4 separate regions of the Sus scrofa genome follow, and all the other regions are linked to region 1. Evidence: chromatin contacts called from public HiChIP or PLAC-seq data. All regions are on one chromosome and are shown on one strand. Each heading gives the region's core, a stretch centred on a gene start, on an enhancer-like site or on the middle of the called end of the contact. The rest is flanking DNA. Distances are from core to core; before and after follow the strand shown. Region 1 has its middle 270 kb from the start of TBC1D4. Region 2 overlaps KLF12 (Kruppel like factor 12). Region 3 overlaps KLF12 (Kruppel like factor 12). Region 4 has its middle 150 kb from the start of KLF12.

What was found. HiChIP or PLAC-seq counts read pairs in DNA pulled down with a chosen protein or histone mark.
Region 2: a contact with region 1 is called in an H3K27ac HiChIP or PLAC-seq map of skeletal muscle, with 15 times the contacts expected there. The contact joins two enhancer-like sites. A contact is called at or near these places in 3 of 47 Hi-C or Micro-C datasets (embryonic fibroblasts, fetal heart ventricle and skeletal muscle) and 1 of 2 datasets of contacts at active chromatin or transcription factors (skeletal muscle).
Region 3: a contact with region 1 is called in an H3K27ac HiChIP or PLAC-seq map of skeletal muscle, with 11 times the contacts expected there. The contact joins two enhancer-like sites. A contact is called at or near these places in 8 of 47 Hi-C or Micro-C datasets (embryonic fibroblasts, fetal skeletal muscle, liver and 5 more) and 1 of 2 datasets of contacts at active chromatin or transcription factors (skeletal muscle).
Region 4: a contact with region 1 is called in an H3K27ac HiChIP or PLAC-seq map of skeletal muscle, with 9 times the contacts expected there. The contact joins two enhancer-like sites. A contact is called at or near these places in 6 of 47 Hi-C or Micro-C datasets (embryonic fibroblasts, fetal heart ventricle, fetal skeletal muscle and 2 more) and 1 of 2 datasets of contacts at active chromatin or transcription factors (skeletal muscle).

The regions. Positions count from the first base shown.
Region 1 is chr11:47,491,354-47,496,262 of Sscrofa11.1, forward strand. No RefSeq gene overlaps it. Among named protein-coding and RNA genes, the nearest start is that of TBC1D4, 270 kb to the right of the region's middle. Within about 2 kb of position 2,193, at least 13 of the 83 cell types and tissues checked have an H3K27ac peak or open chromatin away from gene starts, as enhancers often do. A contact at or near this core is called in skeletal muscle, where this site is marked.
Region 2 is chr11:46,068,954-46,073,862 of Sscrofa11.1, forward strand. It overlaps KLF12 (Kruppel like factor 12), which reads right to left. Exons shown (of 7, transcript NM_001134347.2): 5 at 227-289. Among named protein-coding and RNA genes, the nearest start is that of KLF12, 240 kb to the right of the region's middle. Within about 2 kb of position 2,493, at least 37 of the 83 cell types and tissues checked have an H3K27ac peak or open chromatin away from gene starts, as enhancers often do. A contact at or near this core is called in skeletal muscle, where this site is marked.
Region 3 is chr11:46,255,317-46,260,225 of Sscrofa11.1, forward strand. It overlaps KLF12 (Kruppel like factor 12), which reads right to left. Exons shown (of 7, transcript NM_001134347.2): 2 at 224-313. Among named protein-coding and RNA genes, the nearest start is that of KLF12, 50 kb to the right of the region's middle. Within about 2 kb of position 2,300, at least 10 of the 83 cell types and tissues checked have an H3K27ac peak or open chromatin away from gene starts, as enhancers often do. A contact at or near this core is called in skeletal muscle, where this site is marked.
Region 4 is chr11:46,453,205-46,458,113 of Sscrofa11.1, forward strand. It overlaps a transcript of KLF12 not described here. Among named protein-coding and RNA genes, the nearest start is that of KLF12, 150 kb to the left of the region's middle. Within about 2 kb of position 2,222, at least 19 of the 83 cell types and tissues checked have an H3K27ac peak or open chromatin away from gene starts, as enhancers often do. A contact at or near this core is called in skeletal muscle, where this site is marked.

The sequences.
Region 1 (4,909 bases), core at 943-3,442:
GCTGATTTTTCCGACAGCGCTATTCGCTTTCCATAAATCCTGGAATGGCCGGGCCAGCTTTCATTACGTTAGGGGTTCCTGATTGGGTTCCTCACCTTATTACAATGCTGGTCTCTGTGTTCCCCTGTGAATGACTACTCTCTTGCTCAGAGCAAGTGAAAGATTCTTTAACCTTTTTGGTAACCAAGCTGCAGTTATGGCAGCAGAAATTCATCACAAGGAGTTTTCCAGCAGAAATTTCCTTTTTTTCAGAAAGCAAAATGAGAGCCTAAAATTTAACAGGGGAAAAGAAAAGAAAAGAAAACTACTAATTGCATCCTGTAACACCCTAGGATTCTCCACTTTTAAGAGAAAGTGTATTTTAGCTTCTCCCCAGGAGCTAAGAACACGGTCATTTCGTGTCAGCTTGTAATGAATTAGCACAACTCTTTGATCAATGGCATCAAAGGCCATTGATAGCACTGATAATATAGACGTTAGAAAATTGTGCATTGATTTACCACCTGAAATCAATCAAACTTTCACCATTCTATTTCCCTTCCATTGCTCTTTCAGACTGGGATAACATTCAGATGCTGAGCCTCCAGGGCCTCGAAAGAGGAGAGTGGGACCCACGGAAAGCTCTGATTTTCTACAGCTACTGGATGTGAACTCACCAAAAGTTACAAATGGGGAGCTTTACAGTCAAAAAAAAAAAAAATCTTTCTGCAAGGACATGTCAAAACTCAAGTGGCCATTGCCTTTGAGATGGACTTCTTTACAGATCCTTCCAGGTCCATCTCTCTTGCCATCTACTTTGGTTACTCCATGCCGCTGGCCGATGGTGGCAGCTGGGCCTCACAGCCCAGATAAAGTCCGAAGGCAGCTCAAGCTTCCCTCCACATGCCCATTCGTTCGAGTAACTTTTCCAGGGCTATGCAGTCAGGCCAATTATCTTAGAAACAGGCAATTATAACCACATTCACAGCTCCCTAAAAGGGTGAGTGCATTCCAGTAACAATTTCTCATGAAAGAAAACAGTAATTGAAGGACTGGCAAGGCTATTGCAACAGACCAAGACCTCTGGAAAGACATTTAATAGCACACACACACGCCTACACACACACACACACACACACACACACACACACACAGAGTCCCCTTACTTTCTCACCAGAGGCATTTTTCCTTTCCATCCAAATCCACTAAATATTTTCTGGGGAAAAATATAGGCAATAGAAAGCAAAACTGATGAAGCTATGTCTGGGATTCTGGGTTCTGGTCACACCTTGTTCTTTAATGTCTGTATCTGTGTAGCTCTTGCTTACATAGTGTTGAATGTAAGTCGCAACATAAAATATTCACAAAGTACTATTCTTGAAATAATACACGTGAAAGTACTTAAGAAATGGTAAGTTATTCCACCAATTTGAGGTAAATCTGGTCCTTTTTGGAGCCCCATTCACATCTCCATCAATAGAGATCAGTACCCGCTCGACCTAGGCATGGTGCTGGGAGGTGACCAAACCTACTTATTAATTTAGTTGTGTACTCATTATTACTTATGACTATATCTAGGTATACTAGATCTAGTGGATCTAAGTGGATAACAGCCCTCAGACCTCAATCTTGACTGAACACAGCACACACACTACCATACACACACAGCCTGCATGCACCTATTCAAATCCACACACAACACTTTGGCTCTCATTATCCAGGACTGGGTGGTAATATCTTTGAGCGTAAGAACTTACTTTAAGTATTCCCAGCCCCACAGACTATAAGACTTTGCACATCATTGCAGTCAGTACCTAGTTGTGGAATTGATTAACCATCAGATGTTTATGATAATTTTTCAGATACTGGATCTCTTGAAATGACATGTAAACATATGCTTTGAATAGACTGGTGAAAACATTGCCCACGAACGTGGGCTTTTGCCCGAAGGAAAGACATATACTCAACTATTTTTACTCGTTTATATATGTGTGTGTGTGTGTCTTTCCTTTGGACAAAAGTAAACGTTTGCACTATATACACAGAGAGACACACAACACATACAGAGCATATGTGGGCAGCAGGGCCACCCATTCCCTTTGGTTCTGGAAAACATGAAAGATAAACCATTGCGGGCAAGAAAGGGGACGTCTGACCTTGCTGCTTTGTTTTTCCTACATTCAACCAGAGTATTAGGACAGCAGGGAGACAAAAGGTAATTGAGCTGGGATTCTGGGGAAGCATTTTGTAAGTGAATAAAAGGCCACAGTGATGAGTTCAGTGGCAGACGGGGTTTCCAAACACATCTCCAGAGAATGAGGAATGAACCTAAACAGAAAGTCTTTCTTTCTCAAAATGCATAAAATGCTAGGTTTAATATTTGCCTCTTGCCTGCGCGGGTAATGCCGGTTTTCGGTTTGGACAGCAGAGACCAGCCCCGTGCCTCGGCTCCCGGTGCGGCTGAGCGGGGACGGTGCGCCATCTACTGGCCGCAGGTTCAAGGAGCGCCCCTCAGCCTTTTGTCAATGGGGCTTTTGGAACGCGCGGCTCCAAAGTTATGATCCAAAGAGAAATAAGGGCGTGCATGCCCTTTCCACCCTTTCCCCAGCTCTCCTTCTCCAAACATCCTTGAGGGAAAAACGCAGAGGAAAAGAAATAGAAACCTTCGCTTAGAAAAGCCAGGCGTGACTGGATTTGGTTTCTCTGAGGGCGGGGAAAAAGGGGGAGGCTGGTTCCTGCCTCTGGGAGGTGGGGGCTCGGGGGTGGGAAGGAAGTCTTGGCCAGGCTTTTTAAAAAGGCTTAAACCCACGCTGGGAGTTGTCTCCTCCACCCCTCAGCTGGGCGAGATACTGAGGTTGCTGGTTAGCTGGGGGAAGGGCTCAGGATGACCTGGATCAAAGGGTCAGAGGGACAAGGCTGCCTGGTGCACCTTGTCTAACCCTGAACAAGACTCGGAAGCGAAGCCCCACCTTCTCCGGTGTTCCAGATTTCTGCGGGGCTGAAGGACAGCGCCGGGTTTGCCAAAGTAGTAGGAGCTGCGCGGCCTCCCCTGAGAGTGTCCCTCCGCAGAAGGGCCCATTTCCAGACGCCAGAATAGTCTGATCTTCACCGTCTGGCTTGATTTCTGAGCGTGGGTGAGGCTGCTCCACCCCATGCAAGCTCCCGCACTCACTGCCACAGAAGCTCCATAACACAACCCTCACTTCCAAGGAGTCAGAAGACCCACAGAATCCTCCATCTCAACGCGGGTGGCGTAAGCAAAGCCAAGATTCCCTACAAGACCTCAATTAGAAAGAGTTTCTCAGCTATCACACTGAGCGACTCGGACCACAGATCCCTTCTGTACGGGGGTCTGATATGTGACTTTGCCAACATGGGGAGCGGCTGGCTTCCACACCCTCAGTACAGCGGTGCCAGGTTAGGGGGGTTGAAGTTAGCCCACCCGCCCCCGCGCCACCGTGCTTTTCAACAGAATCGCTCTGAATAAATCTCTGAGCCTGGCACCTCTTTGACACCATAAACAAGGCAGTCATCTCATAAAGGACACAAGTGGACACATCGGGACGCATCTCTGGCCCTTCTGCTGGACCACTTTCCCATTTTATCAACGTCACTAAACACACCCATACTCACACGTTGCTTTAGTAAGTCAATCTGCTAGAGCCAAGATTTAATTCCCTAAAAACGTTTTAAAGAGAACCCAGAACACGATTTGTTTGTTTGGTGGAGGGAGTGCGCCCCCGTGGCATATGAAGGTTCCCAGGCTAATGGTTAAATTGGAGCTGCAGCCGCAGGCCTACGCCACAGTCAAACCAGATCCCAGCCGCATCTGCCGCCTACACCACAGCTCACGCAAGCCGGATCCTTAATCCACTGAGCTAAGCCAAGGATCTAACCGCAACCTCATGGTTCCTAGTCGGATACACTTCGGCTGTGCCAGGCCGGGAACTCCCAAAATACATGTTTTTAAAGGATGTGATGTCAGTTTTTCTAAAAATGAGGCAGGAGATCCTGCATTAGGTTGTCTCCATTTTGCCAAGTACTCTTAAAAGTCATCCTAACGTACTGCTGATGCTTTTTTCAGCCTTTCAAAACATAGCAGAAGGGGCTGTACAATCTAATTGCTTGAATTGGGGTTTTCAATAACTTTAAACCCAGAACAATCTCTATGTGAAAGAATCAAGCAGGGATGATTCCCAAAATGGTGATTACAACAGAAAGTTCTAGTATATCTAGGACATTAAGAATATGAAAAACACCTACTTTTTTTTTTTTGTCTTTTAGGGCTGTGCTGGCAGCATATGGAGGCTCCCTGGCTAGGGGTCAAATCAAAGCTGCAGCTGCCGGCCTACGCCAGAGCCACAGCAACTTGGGATCTGAGCCACATCTGCAACCTACAGCACAGCTCAGGGCAACGCTGGATCCTTAACCCACTGAGCGAGGCCAGGGATCAAACCGAGTCCTCATGGATGCTAGTCAGGTTCATTAACCACTAAGCCAGGACGGGAACTCCAAAACATCTACCCTTGATGTGACATTATGTCCCTTCCTCCTTTCAAACACTGCAGTTTTAAGGAAGGTCCTTTTTTTAGGAAACTAAACCTGACCTCTCTCTAGTAGATGCACTTAAGGAAGCAACAGGGATGTACGTGGATGTGTGTGTGGTGATGTTGATAAAATGGGGAGATGGGCCGCCAGGGAGGCTGGCCATGCGTCGGGATGTGTGTTCTTTGGGGTTATTTTTGTGTTGACTCTCTTGTTAAAGCAGCAACTTCTACTGGAGAGAAAGGCTTTGCTTTTCTTCCTACTCCACCGTTCAGGATCCTAAAATAGCGCTTTGTGGAGAGCAGGTACTCAGCCATGACTTGTTCCCGCCGGCTCAGCCTGCCTGATTTCTCAGCCCAAATACTCGAGGGGAGAGCATAAAAAC
Region 2 (4,909 bases), core at 1,243-3,742, 1.4 Mb before region 1:
TCTGTTAGGGAAAAAATGTTATGCTCAGTTTTTGGTAAGTGAAGACGTTTGGCTGGAAATGGACTCTTGATGTCTGTTTAGGACTTTCCAAAGGAAAGGGAGATAAGGTAATTAGTCAGTAGAAATGTAATCTCTACAGAGAATCAAGAACAATTCTCTTTTAACACAGCCTATTAACATTTTCCATAAGACTTACAAATTCTCATAACTTAAACTGTATACTCACCAAGCAAACTTCTGATTATTCATTCGATTTCCCCGGACCCTGGACACTGGGGACGGATGTACCCTACAGGTAGATGAGAGTAATCCAGTCATTACAAGAGCATATTCCTGATGATAAATGAACGAATACAAAGGGATCTGGCTGATACATGGTCTCCTTTAGATTTGCATCATATAAGATGCCCTGGAACTTGATCACCTCTTGGGAAATGGATGCAGTTAAATACCTGCAGACCAAAAGCCTCTCTTTCCTGTTCCACCACTTTCACCATAACCAGCATTTGTCACAAAGTTCGCTGTGAAGATCCCCAAAAGCAGGACCACCAGTTTTAATAAGTTAATTCATGCATTCAGGCCAACAAAAAGTTTCTGTTGCCTATGTAGTCCTTGCCAGGTTTAAGAGCACATAAAAGTAATGCTGGAGTTCCCACTGTGGCTCAGCGGGTTAAAAACCTGTTGAGTATCCATGAAGATGTGAGTTCGATCCCTGGCCTCGATCAGTGGGTTAAGGATACCGCATTGCCATGAGCTTGGTGTAGGTCACAGCTTGGATCTGGTGTTGCTGTGGCTGTGGCACAGGCTGGCAGCTGCAGCTCCGATTTAACCCTTAGCCTGGGACCTTCCATATACTGCAGGCGCAGCCCTAAAAAAAAAAAAAAAAAATGTAATGTAAGGTCTGGTGTTGGCCCTGAATAAACCTTTTCTGCTATCTGTTCTCACAAGGAGGACAAAGGAGACAGTCTAAGTACACACTTCCTCAGTCGACCTGTAGATTTAAAGCCCTAAAAAGCAAGATAACGAAGGGGATCAGGATAAGCCACCCCAAAGTACACTCCTTTGGCATAAGGATTATTTCAATTGGAAAGCAACTGAGAAACTGCAGGCACAGAAAGCTGCCTACCTTCCCTTTATTTTTTATTTTATATTTTTTTGCCATGTTCATAACACATGGAAGTTCTCAGACCAGGGATCGAATCCACAGCACCACAGTGACAACGCTGGATCCTTAACCCGCTGCACCACCAGGGAACGCCTCTACGTTCCCTTTATATACCTAACAGCAGGGCATAAACTTAAGTTTTGCTAAGGATATTTTCATTTGTAAAGGTGTTCGCCCTCCCATACCAGGAAGAGGAGGAGATCAAAGCACAACTCATCACCAGAAATGGTACAGAGATGAGTTGGCATAAACCACCCTTATTTTCCATTAGTTTCCCCCCTACACTTCCTAGTTACCTTTCGAAAATTTGCTCCCCTAGAACCCCAGGCCCTCTTTCCTTTTGACAAGTATTTCTCCACCATTTATTACCTCTGTTAAGATGGTATATAAGCTCCAAATTCAGTTTTTTTTTTTTTTTTTTTTTTGGTCTTTTTGTCTTTTTGCCTTTTCTAGGGCCACTTCTTGTGGCATATGGAGGGTCCCAGGCTAGGGGTCCAATCAGAGCTGTAGCCGCCAGCCTCTGCCTGAACCACAACAACAGATCCAAACCGAGTCTGCAACCTACACCACAGCTCACGGCAACGCCGGATCCTTAATCCACTGAGCAAGACCAGGGACCAAACTCGACATCTCATGGTTCCTAGTCGGATTTGTTAACCACTGTGCCACGATGGGAACTCCCAAATTCAGTTTTTTTAAGCCAAGTCCACACCATGAAGAAATTCTGGGGCCAGGGATTGAACCCATGCCACATCAGTAACCAGAGCTGCAGCAGTGACAATGCCAGATCCATAATCCACTGAGCCACCAAGGGACTCCTATAAACTCCACATTCTAACCACCCCTTTGAGTTACTCACCACTGAGTACATGCATGTATACATGTTTTTGTGTAAACAATCTGTTTTTTTCCTCTTGCTAATCTATCTTTTGTCAGTTTAATTTGCAGGCCCTCAGACACTAAACCTTAGAGGGTAGAAGAAAAAAAAAAGTTCTCCCTTACTTCAATAGCTTCATTCAGATGTCCAGGCACAGAAGCACGGGGGATGGGGGAGAAAGGATAGATGAATAGGTATTTCCAGGAGAAAGAGCTTCTATATGTGATGCTCTGAGCCGGAAGGGAGATGCAATCAATTCAAAACTTTAGCTAAACCACGGGGAAAAGGTAGCAAAGACTACATTGCTTTACAAGCTTCCAGGGTTGGAGTCACCCACTGGTAATAGCTTAAATTTCTAGGAACCGCCAGTATCTTCTAAGCAGGAACTACCTTGACTCTCCATGAACCTCCACTTTTTTGCAGATCACTTACTGGCAACACAATTTACTCTACTTCCTGTTCTCGTGGCCAACTTCCTGCTTTGTTCCGTCTCTACCAGGGTTCGTGAGATCTAGGCAGGCTTTAAGCTCCTGTTGCTTTTACTCTTCGTGTCTCAGACATTCTTATGTTCAAGACAAGAAAGAAAACAGGGATTTTAAAGGGCTCTTCAAGTCCAGTCGGAACCACCAGCCCCAAGGTTTATTAGCATCCTAGGTCTTCGCAGTTGTTCAGTGAGGGAAAATCCTTTCAAAACAGCTAATACAGTTCTAGCCCCTCAGAAGAGCCAACGGCAGTCTTTCTGTGAACCCAGAGCCAGACTGCACTTTGCACTCGGAAGGCTTATTTCTTCCAACATCCCTTATTAACATTCTTTTCCTCACAGTGCTGCTCAGTGGCTGCTGCAGCTGAGCTGCTCAGCACAGGTTTTCTGCTCCATATGGGGGAGGGGATGTTAATTATGCAGAAAGATGGAGAGAGGCCAGACAGCCCCTCTGGTGAACTGTCTCATTCAAGCTCGGCCCACTTCCTGCTGTTTTGCAGCTACAAGGATCACCTGTTGGTCTTGGCATCTGGCCAACCTGGGGCCTAGCGGAAATGACAGACTCAGCTAGAAATGAAAGCCAGCTCATATTCCAGTCCCCCCAACTGGAGAGAGAGAGAGTGCGCAAACAAACATGCAAGAAAAATGCCAAAGAATTATACACAAGGTAGCAAGATTCCTTTCTTTCTTCTCTTCTTTTTCTCTGTCTGCTTGAAAAACAATCATCAAAATGGAATGGTGAGCCCCAAAATGTCTTCCCCAGTAAAACTCCCCTGACCTAAGGGAAAATGCAGGAAATCTTCTTGAACCTTCCCTACACCCCGCCCCCCACCAACCCAGGGATTTCAGAATCCTGGTGCCTAAATACAATGTTAAGGTGTAACAGTCCAAATACTCACAGTTCTTTAATTCACTCTGTTTCCTTTAAATGTTTATCTCATATTACTTCCTCCTTATCCCTATTTCTATTCATCAAGATAATTCCACCAGGTGAAGTTCAATGATAGAGAAGTATTCACTTATTGATGTTTCTTATTGCATATATCAATGGAAAAAAATGGGTCTGTTGAACTTATAATTACAACATTCTCTAGGTAATGGTATCTTTTAGCAAAACTTCATTGATCCATAGATCAAATACTGTAAGTAGATAATTTCTGTAACAGTTGAACAGTCTTCAACGAATTCCTGATTGTCTCTGTATGACCAAATACTTATTATAAGCCTTCTTAAATTAAGATGGTAAAACAAGAAAGCTTTTTGCCCTTTCCAAAGTGAGGAAATTGATAACCTGGAGCTCACTTTACCCAGTAAAACAGACCATAAAGGTTTGCATTTCAGCTACCCTCCCCCCTAGTTTTATTTCTTCAAAAGAATATGCAGTGTTTCTGTGAGCTCAGAGTCTTTAAATCGTGATACTTTTTTTTGCCATCACCTACCTCCTTTCCACATATAGCAGCCAGGCAGGTAGCAAAGTCAAAACCCCAGTAGGAGAAACCACCATCTAATCTGCATGTCATGCATTATTCATGACCTCCTGATTCCTGCACCTGCATCCAGGCAGGAAGCTTGCAGGGAATGTTCATTATTCTTCCCTTAGCCTCACACAGGCTCGATTACTGCTAAGCCACTTTGTTCTATAACTAAGGGTTTCAGCCCTGAGTACTAACCGCTGGATATGGCAAGGAAAAAAAAAAAAAATCACCATGCTGAAAAAAAGGGCAGTCTTGGTTGTTGCATAACATGTATTGAATCCTACAATGGGCCCTTCTGAGACTGACAGTTTATGTCAGATAGAAATGCTTGCATTTGGTGATTTACATTACATAGAAAAAAGGAAGCTATAATATTAAGGCCATGTACACCAACTGTTCTATTTATATACTCTTACTCATCTGAGGCAGACAGCATGTTTATAATTTTACGCAACAAGGGCTTAATTTAGCTTTCTTGCTAAGCATGTGAGAACTTTTTAGATACCTTAATACAAGAATGACTCTTCCTTCTTTGGATATAAGCACTAAAGGACCTGATGCTCGAATCTTGTATTTTAAGGACTACCATTTATAGTTCATCAAGAGAATGCAATCACTCTGGTTTTCAGTGTTTCCTGAACCTACCTGGACAGCAGGTGCCTGGTGGTGGGATGTGAAACCCTCAGGCCCAAAGCAAATTCTTGATCCCTGATGAACTGCTAGGAAGGGCATCCTACCTTTTTACTACAGCTCCACTGCAGAAAAGCTGTCACAACTTCAATCTAATCCTATAGCCTCTGGTGGAATCAGGATGAAGTACTGAAGAGGACAAAGTGTATAACTGCCCAGGATTGAATTCTGGCTCCACCATTTACCAACAGTGTCATCTTACGGCAAGTTACGTAACCTGT
Region 3 (4,909 bases), core at 1,050-3,549, 1.2 Mb before region 1:
GTCACTACGCCGTCCTGATTTCAGGATGTGATCTTTTCTAAGTGAGTGGGATGCGAGGTTGCAAAGGAGTGAGAATCAATCCCGATCGCCGATGATTTCTGAGGCAAGCAAGAAAAGCGTCACCAAGTGAAAAGTCAGGAATTTCGGCAAACCTCAGAACACTCTGGAAGAGACCACTCCCTTAGTGAGAAGCGGGCAGGGCGTCGTCAAAACCTGTGCTTACCCCTTGTTCAGATTCCAAAAGCTCTGTTTTGACTCTGACTGCCGGCATCCCATCAAGCATTAACATTCTGTTCTCAAAGGTGTCGATGTTCTGCAAATAAAAAAAAGAGAGGGAAACTCAGCCACAGAACATTCAGAAGAGGACATCTGGTAGTGCCTGCCTTCACTGTAGTACATTTAGTACAGCTAACCTCATTTTTTTAAACAATGGAGTATAATTAAATGAGGGTATCAGCATAACCAATTATCCCCCCATTCCAAACCTTCCTTTGAAATAATGACCAAGACCTTGAATTAATCAGTCTGATTCTCTGACCTCTGGGTTGGAGGTCAGACAGTAATAAACTGGAGTAAGGAAACCTTACATTAATTTATATGGGGCCAGAATAATTCATCACAGTTTTGCAACGGTGGAAGGAAATACCAGGCAAGTTCCTTTCTTCTTTAGCTCTGGAAGTTGTACTGCACAGAGAAATCCATAAAGGAGAAAACAGGGCAAAATAATTGATATACTCGCCTATTACTGTCAAAGTTGAAGTAATTTTAAAAAAGAGGTAATGAATTTTGGCATCATGGCAGATCTGATCAAATGAAAATTTCAACATATCAATCTCAAACATCTCCCACAAAAACAACCAACATAAGTCCTGGATTAAGAGTGAATTCTTAAACTGAAGTCTTAACCAAAGAATAAATAATTTGTTTTCTTTTTTTCTGTCTTTTTGCCTTTTCTAGGGCCGAACCCAAGGCATATGGAGGTTCCCAGGCTAGGGGTCTAATCGGAGCTGTAGCCACTGGCTGACCCCAGAGCCACAGCAATGTAGGATCCGAGCCGCGTCTGGGACCTACACCACAGCTCACGGCAACGCCAGATCCTTAACCCACTGAGCAAGGCCAGGGATCGAACCCGCAACCTCATGGTTCCTGGTCAGATTCATTAACCACTGAGCCACAAGGGGAAATCCTAAATAATTTGTTTTCTGTTCAGGTGTATGTTTGGCTCCACTGACCACCTCTTGAAAGGAAAACCTTACTTCTCTCGTGGCTCCATAGAATTTCAAACAACATTTATAAAAAGATTCAATCGAGGTCATTTTTGACTAAGATCCACAGCTTTGGGAATTTTCTGAAGTCAATAACCCAAGAAGGGAGTCAGAAAGCCACACATCAGCACTTGCTTCCGGCCAAAATCAGGCTCATGTTTTAAAACGTGTTGAGAATGCCAACTTTACCCTCAATACCGACTAAACGAAGAAATTAAAATGACAAAGTTTGACTGGGTTTTTAGAATGGTTTACTTTGCTCAATTATAGAATGTAACCATATGACACCAAGGTGGTCTTATTAAAAGAAAAACAGCTATGTTTCTAAATGTTTTGTCTACCTAGTGACAAAAAGGTTAATATCACCTCTAAGCCTTCAGGTTTTCACGATTCATAGAGTTGTTCTCCCCAACAGACAGTTAAATAAAAACAACTCCCACTTCAACACATCATAAATTAAATGTTTTTATTACCAAATAATACCAACAGAGTGCAGTATAGTGAAGCTCTAATTATTTCTCCTATGTCTTGACTCTCCTTTTTTGTTTAAGAAAAACACTCCAAGAAATAAAATGTTTGGGGCCTCTTAGCACAAATATTTGCTCAGAGAAATCAACAGGAAGAAGAAAAAGCAAATTTACGCTAGAGCTGACTAATAAGCATTTAAAATTTCCATGCTACCTTATCTGTTAGGTAAGAGTAAGAAGAAAAATTACTGTCATGTTCCTCTCTCAGAATGTACAATAAGATTAAAACTGGCAGGATCCTTTTTTTTTTTTTTTTTTAACGTTTGCTTTTGACGTGTCCATATTTTTCAGGGATTTTGCATCCCCATAGCATAGAAGAGAAGGAACTTATGGTATTGCTGGGGAGCTCAGTGCATTTGTTCCAAGCTTAAAATCCTTTCATGGAGGCTGGTGAGTTGTTGACACATCAGGCATGGATCTCAAATCCCAGTGTGTCAACTTGCTTCCATGCTTGGAAGCGGCCAGCCTGGCTTGCCATCTCCCAGCCTCAGGAAAGGCCTCCTGCTGCCAGCAGCCCTCAACTGCCCGGCCTTTCACAGCAGCCAGGAATCCACCCAGCAAAGTATCCCCTAGGCTGTTTGGTTGGTAGACAATGAAGGATGAGTTGACAGTACTTCCTACCCTGGAGGAGGTCTTGCCCAGACAGAAAGGGAAGAAGATGCCTTGCAAAGGAAGGGAAAAGACAAAGAGCGATTCTGGAAAGGCAGGTTTAATGAACTGTTAGAATCTGATTAGAGGCTAATGTCCCTTTTAGTGCTTTGTACCAATTTACAGCTGATAGACTTTAACCATTTTCCTTACTGGCTGTGATAAACTCATTCGTTTAAAAACATGCAAGCTAACCAGTCTCTGAAGTTAAAAATGGAAAAATCATAAAAACCTGACTGGGTTCAGATTCCATTTAGTACATTTAAGTATCACTATATTTTCATTACAATTTTGGTTGTTGTTGCAGTACTCAATGAACTCTGCATGTATTAAGCCAGGGCTACATTTCAGTTTCATGGAAAAGTGAAAAAACTGAAGACATTTTCGAAAAAATTTAAGAGATGACGTTTTCCCTGAAAATATTTCTCTTTCCATGCTTTTTCCAGGATCGGCCGCAGCCCAGCCATAATAAACCTCATGAATAACACAGTTCACAGCTAAGGAACCAATTCTTAATTATTATGCTCTTGCAACTCGTGCAGATTCAATCTGTATATACGACCGAAAGTTATACGGAATACACACCAAGCATATTAATCTCTGCATTCATGATGCTAACCTTGTTTAGAATAAACAGAAGCACCAAGCATCACACCACATTCCAAACCATCCAAGAAGGCGAGTGGTTTTTATAAAATGCATGGTAATTGCACGGCCTTGAAGACAGAGTCCTTGGAACAAAATATCGAGAGATTTCTCTCTCTAAGCTAAAATCAGATACATACAATCTCAAGTGACTGCAGACTTTAAATATGTAATAAACCTCTAATAATTTGAAATGGCTGTCAAACATATCTTGCCATGATCTTAATCAAAACACATTTGCCAGGGAATCCAATAGCTCAAGTGATTCCCAAGAGGTAAATAAAATTACACAGTCATCAATTTTAGTAACGTGGGCCTCCTTATTTACGCTGCAACAAACATTCTGATATTATGCGACCCTATATAACTTACATAAATGTGTTGATATTCACACACACGTGTGTTTACACCTAGGTTACTCATTTCATATGAGTAAGCTGTACCAATTAATGCCAAATTTATCATCAGATTTATGAGCTGGCTGTTGACCAATTACACATGCCCTGAATGAGAATGCTACTCTGGCTCTTCCTATCTGCCAAGGAAGATTCTGCAGCAGAGCAATCCAGCTGACGGGAGCTCTCCCAGTCAAAGGCAGTATAAACACAACTGTCATCAATCCTAACATCTCAGAATATTTTGAATGGAACGTGTCAGAAAGACAAGGACTGATGCTCAATGATCATAGCTCATAAAAACAGAGAACGGCAGTGACTTTCCAGGTCAGCTTCTACGGTTGCTTTCTTACTCCCAGAATGCAGGTGTTTTCCTCTCCCTCCTCCAGACTGTGGGCCATCCAGCTGGCACAGCTAGAGCACTAAAGAGCCAGCCAGTCAATATTCAATAGAACCAGTTTTTACACAAAGTTTCCCTTCATAAGTCAAAACTATCCCCTTGGATGTGTACTGATTTTTCAAGATACAGGACGTAGTCACTTAAAGACGTTTCTATCTTGAATTTCCATGTTTGGCCACAGATAATGAGAAATACAAATTGCCCTGATCCATATACCTGTTTTGTAAATAAGTGATGTAAGGGACTTATTTATTTATTTATTGTCTTTTTAGGGCTGCACCTGCAGCATACGGAGGTTCCCAGGCTAGGGGTTAAATCAGAGCTGCAGCTGCCAGTCTACACCACAGCCACAGCTGCATCTGCAATCTACACCACTGTTCATGGCAACGCCAGATCCTTAACCCACTGAGCGAGGCCTGGGATCAAACCTGTGTCCCCATGGATACCAGTCAGTTTCATTCCACTAAACCACAACAGGAACTCCAGATGCAAGGGACTTACGAGCAGCCATTTAGGCTTCATTGCACCACACTGATGAAGGCACAGTCAGAAAAGATTTTTAAAGGTTTATAATACAAGCCTACCAACTTTAAAAGTATCATCCTTTGGGTACTTTTTCCTATAGAAAAGCAGAACACCCAGATTATCAGGAAATTAGGCTTTTGCTTAAAAACCGCTTCTTAGAAAAGTCAGTCTCTCCCCTTTCTTGACTCACTTGTACACTAACAAAAATAAAACCAACAACAATAACAATTTTTTAAAGCTTTTATCCTAATTCCTCAACCTGGGTGAAAAGCAAGAGAATGAGTGTACACCTGCTCTTTATAAGGAAAGATCAACATACCTAAGAGATGAGAATCATGCCCAGCCAATCGTTTCCATTATCTATTGCTAGGCAACAATTCACACCGCAGCATAAAACAATAATCATTTTGCTATTATCTTGGTAACATAAGAATGACACCCAATATCTGCATATTTACTATGGACTAGACCCTACGCTAAGAGATATGTACTCATTTAGTCCTT
Region 4 (4,909 bases), core at 972-3,471, 1.0 Mb before region 1:
AAGAAAGGGATGATAAAGAAGAGTGTCACAGAAAGCTGGCAAGGTGTGTGTGTGTGACATGGAAAGAGTTATACTGATGAGCTAGTTTGAGTCTGTTCCTTTGCTCCTGCAAGCGTAGAGTATGGAAGCAGTGTGTGGAAAAAAAAAATGTTTGTTTCTTAACCGGAGAAAACGTAGCTGGGGAGAAATTATGTCAATTATTAGTGTTGGTAATTTTCTCAAAAATGTGTTTTAAAAAAATGTACGTGGCAGAAAATGTGTGCATATAAATAAAACATGTGCAATAAATTTGCAAATACCCATTTAAGATCTCCATCATCAACCTCTCTTAATTGTGCAGTGTTGTGTTGCAACCACGTTTCAGTCTAACCAAGAGACCAAGCCATAAATCAGGCATAGCTTAATCAACAAAATCTTGGCTTAACCAGGGATTTGCAGTTCAATAGACTGTTCTAAATTATAGTACAACAGCACAAATTTAATGATTCCATAAAAAAAAATTTAAGGGCATTTTTAATGACCACTTGATAGAAGTTTCAGTTGACTCACTGAAGAAGTAGCCTGGAGGTTTATAATCTCTAAATAATCCTTGTTGATCTTTATTTTCTATTTTCTGTAAATGATCTTGGAAACTGTATTTTCATGTCGTTTTCTGTGGAAAAGCTCAGATACTTCACCTGCATTATATAAATGTTAATGTCAGTAGCTTTTATACCAGCTACAGAGAGACTTTTTTTAAGAGTGACTTTCTCAAGGTCATAGAGCAAATCTCTAGTGAGACAGGAATGGAATTCATGACCTTTGACTGCCAGAAGTTTTCTACCCACACTCGGAAATTCCTTCTCCATAAGTGTAATTTATATGCTCACTTTGAGAGGCTGGAAAGTTCATCCCTTTTAGGGCAGGGGGTGGGGGATGGGGCTTGGTTTTCCTGCCAAATCAATTGCCACACCGGCACTGTAGAGTCTCACAAAGTGATTTTTACCTATGTTATTTCATCGTACCCTCACCACAACCCTGGAAACTGCATATTATTTTTCCCATTTTACAGACATAGAGGAGTTAAGAAATTGAACCAAGGTCATCCAGAGTTAGTAAGCAAGAGAGCCTGACTCAAACGGCGCTATCTCTGCCACTTAAATCAGTGCTGATTCCAGGATGTACAATCTTAGCAGATACCCGATTACGAAATGAATGAAGGTTTTCTTTACAGATATTTATGCCATTTTTTTACAATCATTTACCTTGGTTCTCATTTAGGTCTGTGGGTTTGTTTTCTTTGGGGAACGGTTGATTTCAGGTTTTGTTAGAAGTTTGCTTGTGAAACTAAAGTGGGAACACTACTACTAAATAAAGAACTTGAAAAAAAAAAAACAAAACAAACAAACTTTGCCTGTTTTCCTCCTTTTTATTCAAGTGGGTAGGGGGCTCTTTACCATAATTCATGGTCATCATGTGAACGGTGTAGGTATGGGGTGTATACCAATATAACTAGAGAATACAAAAACTCACATTCATAAATACAAAATATTATGTAATATAATAAATATAAATACTATGCATATACACACATCTAAAATAGAGAATATATTTATATATGTAGTATATACAGATATATCACGCCAGCAATCATTGCGAAAAGCCATATACACCGTTAAGCATGGTGAATGAAGCACAGGAAACACAATCCCTGGATGTGGAGGCCAGCAAAGCTGTAATAGCGGCAGCTTCTAGTGCCTCTGATGGGGGTGGGAAATCTATCCCAAAGCTCTGCAATTTTTTTCCCCTCATCTTCCACATAGCAACACAGCAGCAAGGGCTTTCCGCTGCTGCATCTGTCACTAAAAAGCAACACTGTTTGGACCCGTCCAATTATTACGCCTGTAATAAATATTCAAAACTATTACCATCAAATTCAGCAACAAAATAAAAGTTAACTTTGAGATGAAAAAAAAAAAAAAAAAAGACAGGAAGAAAGACCATCCCAGAGCAGAATTCTTTGAGCAACTATCCTGTAATCTGCTGCCAGACCAAAACAAATTTTTATGGAGCAACAGGACTACTCAAGTAGCCACTTTTATGACAATAAACACCCAAAACCGAAAAATCCTTTTGTAACATAATTACTGAGAATATATAAAGAAAGTAACCATTTAATCCACAGCATGTGTTCCCTACCGCAAGAACTCAAAAGCTGACATCAGATGGGGTGTGGCTGCCGTAGGCCCGCCCTGACAATGAATTCTGGCCAGTTGAAGTCACACAGTTCTCCAGAAGGGCCTGGGATCTAGAATCACTCACAAAGCAGGTCTCACAAAGCCTAAGGCTGCTGCCCTTCTGGGCACAGGGCAAGGCCCATCTGTTTACTTAGATTTTGATTCTGAGAGCCCTAGTTGTGGTGGATGAGTTAAGGCTGTGGTTATTGGGTGTTGCCAGTGATTTAATTGCAATACTTTCACCCTTACATTGTGCACATACTTAAGACTGAAAGGCGTACACAATTTGGACTCTGAAAAAATAAATACACATGAATTTTAAATGGAAAATGAACACTGGGCAAAAATACAGATTATTTCCACTCTGGGACCATATGGTATTTTCCAAATGGAAATGATAAAGGTAAGCGACTGCAATCTATTTTAGGAATTGTTTACAAAAATGAAAGTTGTTTTCTACAAGGAAAACATAACCGTGCTGTCGATTCAGAATAAAACTCTTTGGGGATTTTTAGCTCTTGTTCATGAATCAACATGGAAGCATAAGGAAATTTATTTAGTCAAAAAAGGCATAACTTTTTCAAATGAGTTTGTGCCGTTTCTAGTTCTGCAGAATACAAACTACGTTGTATTAATACACAAATCATCTACAGCTCGTTTGGTGACGTTGACACTAAAGGGTTTGTCACTCTCACAATATAGATAACAAACCATTGGACGCCCCCCCTCCCCGATTTAAAGTGATTCGTCTCATGTTAATTCATAGAAACATGAAATGCCACACTTTCCATTCTGTATCGTGGTGAAAACATCCAAGACGTTTCTATATTCAACTAGTTGACAGCATCACCTCACTGGTCAAGTTACTCAACACTCTAGATGAACCCACACTGGCTTGGTTCAAAATGCCGTCATAAAGGCCTAGAGGCCTAAGCACTTATGTCATCTTTGCTCGGAGAGAAAACACACCTATATTTAAGACCAAATTATTTCACTAAGTTGCTAACAGCCGGCTTCGTGCTATAACATCTAAAACTCACTCTAAGTCTGCTGAAGTGCATGTGTGTTTACCTTGCACAGAAGGCTGGGAAGTAATCCCCGAGGAACATATATTTTTTTTTTAAACGACCAGAACGCTAACGCTATTACATGCCTGATGGGTGCTCTTCAGAATGAACAGATCAAGCATCCCGATCTGTTTTTCCCTTGGCCTGGGGAGAGAGTGTGCACACCGTTTGCAGTTCCTCCCTTTCTGTACACACATAGGCTGCAGCTGTAGTAAACAAGCCCAGGCCAAGAGTTGCTAAGGTCAAGGTTTCAAATGCTATACCAGGACCAATTTTCTCCCCAATGACATTGAGTTGTGGAAAAGGAACTTTCCGGAGGGGAAAAAACAAAAAAACAAAAAAATATTAAGGGCCTATGAGCACAACAATTTTCATTCAGTCAATAGTAATTCAAGGCATTCCAAAATAAAGTTTAGCTGACAGAAGTTTCTTTTAAACTGGCATGACAAATTAACAGACAAATAACTGAAACCCTTCAAAAATAAACAGAAGGCCCTCAAGGATGTTTAGTTGCTTTCATACAGCTATAGGACAGTGTGAGTTCATAAATTATTAGAATTTCATGCAAAAATATCCCAACTTCTGCTAGCATGTTTCACAATAGCTATGAATTAGAGGGTAAAATAATAAACCCTCTTTCCTAAATACATTACAAATGTCTGCCAGTTCTGGTCTGCTCAAAAATGTGCTCCCCCCAACTCAAAGGAGCTTAACATGCCCAAGCCAGTCTCCAGACTGACCAGGCTGCAGCCATAAAGATATAACTTATGCAACCAAATGTTTGTCCTTCAACATCCTATTTCCACTGAGCTTCTAAAGTTAAACATTTTCTACCCTAAAAAGATACCCCTTTAGCATAACCAATTTCTATGTGGTTTTAAAAAATGTAAACAACGTGTGAATGAGGTCTGCATATAGCACAACCAGTTTTTTTGTTGTCGGTTTTTTTGGGTTTTTTTTTTTTTTTTTAGGTGAGGGGTCACCGTTCTTACTAAATACCAATTGCAAAGAGCATGTCCTAGGAGCTGGAATACCACCACCCCCCCCACCCCCCCCCCGCTTAAAAGTAACAGCCCCATTCCCATCACAGGCTGCTGTCCGTCAAAAGGCACCAAAATTGATTTCAAAGCATGTACTTATCTAACAACTCTATCCTCCAGTAAGAAAAGGGCATGGAGGCGTCTAGGTGGATTTGGAGAATGACGTGCATTTGATTGGCAGATGTCTACCGAAGCCACTAGATGCTCAGGCACTAAATGTAAATAGAGCTGCTCCTCTCCCTGGTGTTACAGGGCAACTGAGAATATTAAAGATGATTTACAATAAAATATCCGAGGGATCGGCTGAGGATTCTATTAGCCGGTGGAATGGCTTAAAACAATCCATAGAGCACCATACTTAAACCATCTGTACAGTTAAATTAGAGAACTGACAATATTAACCACACAAACTGTTTATCCAGATTACACATTCCGTTGTACTAATACTCTTTAACTCAACAGTCAGCTTTTATCAGCTGAATTAAGGCTATTACTATTAAAGTATGCAAAACTCGAAGCGCAGGGTGAAGGGGGTTGGGAAGCTGCAGGGCATATAACAAAGGAATTGGTACTTTTTCCGAGCCTT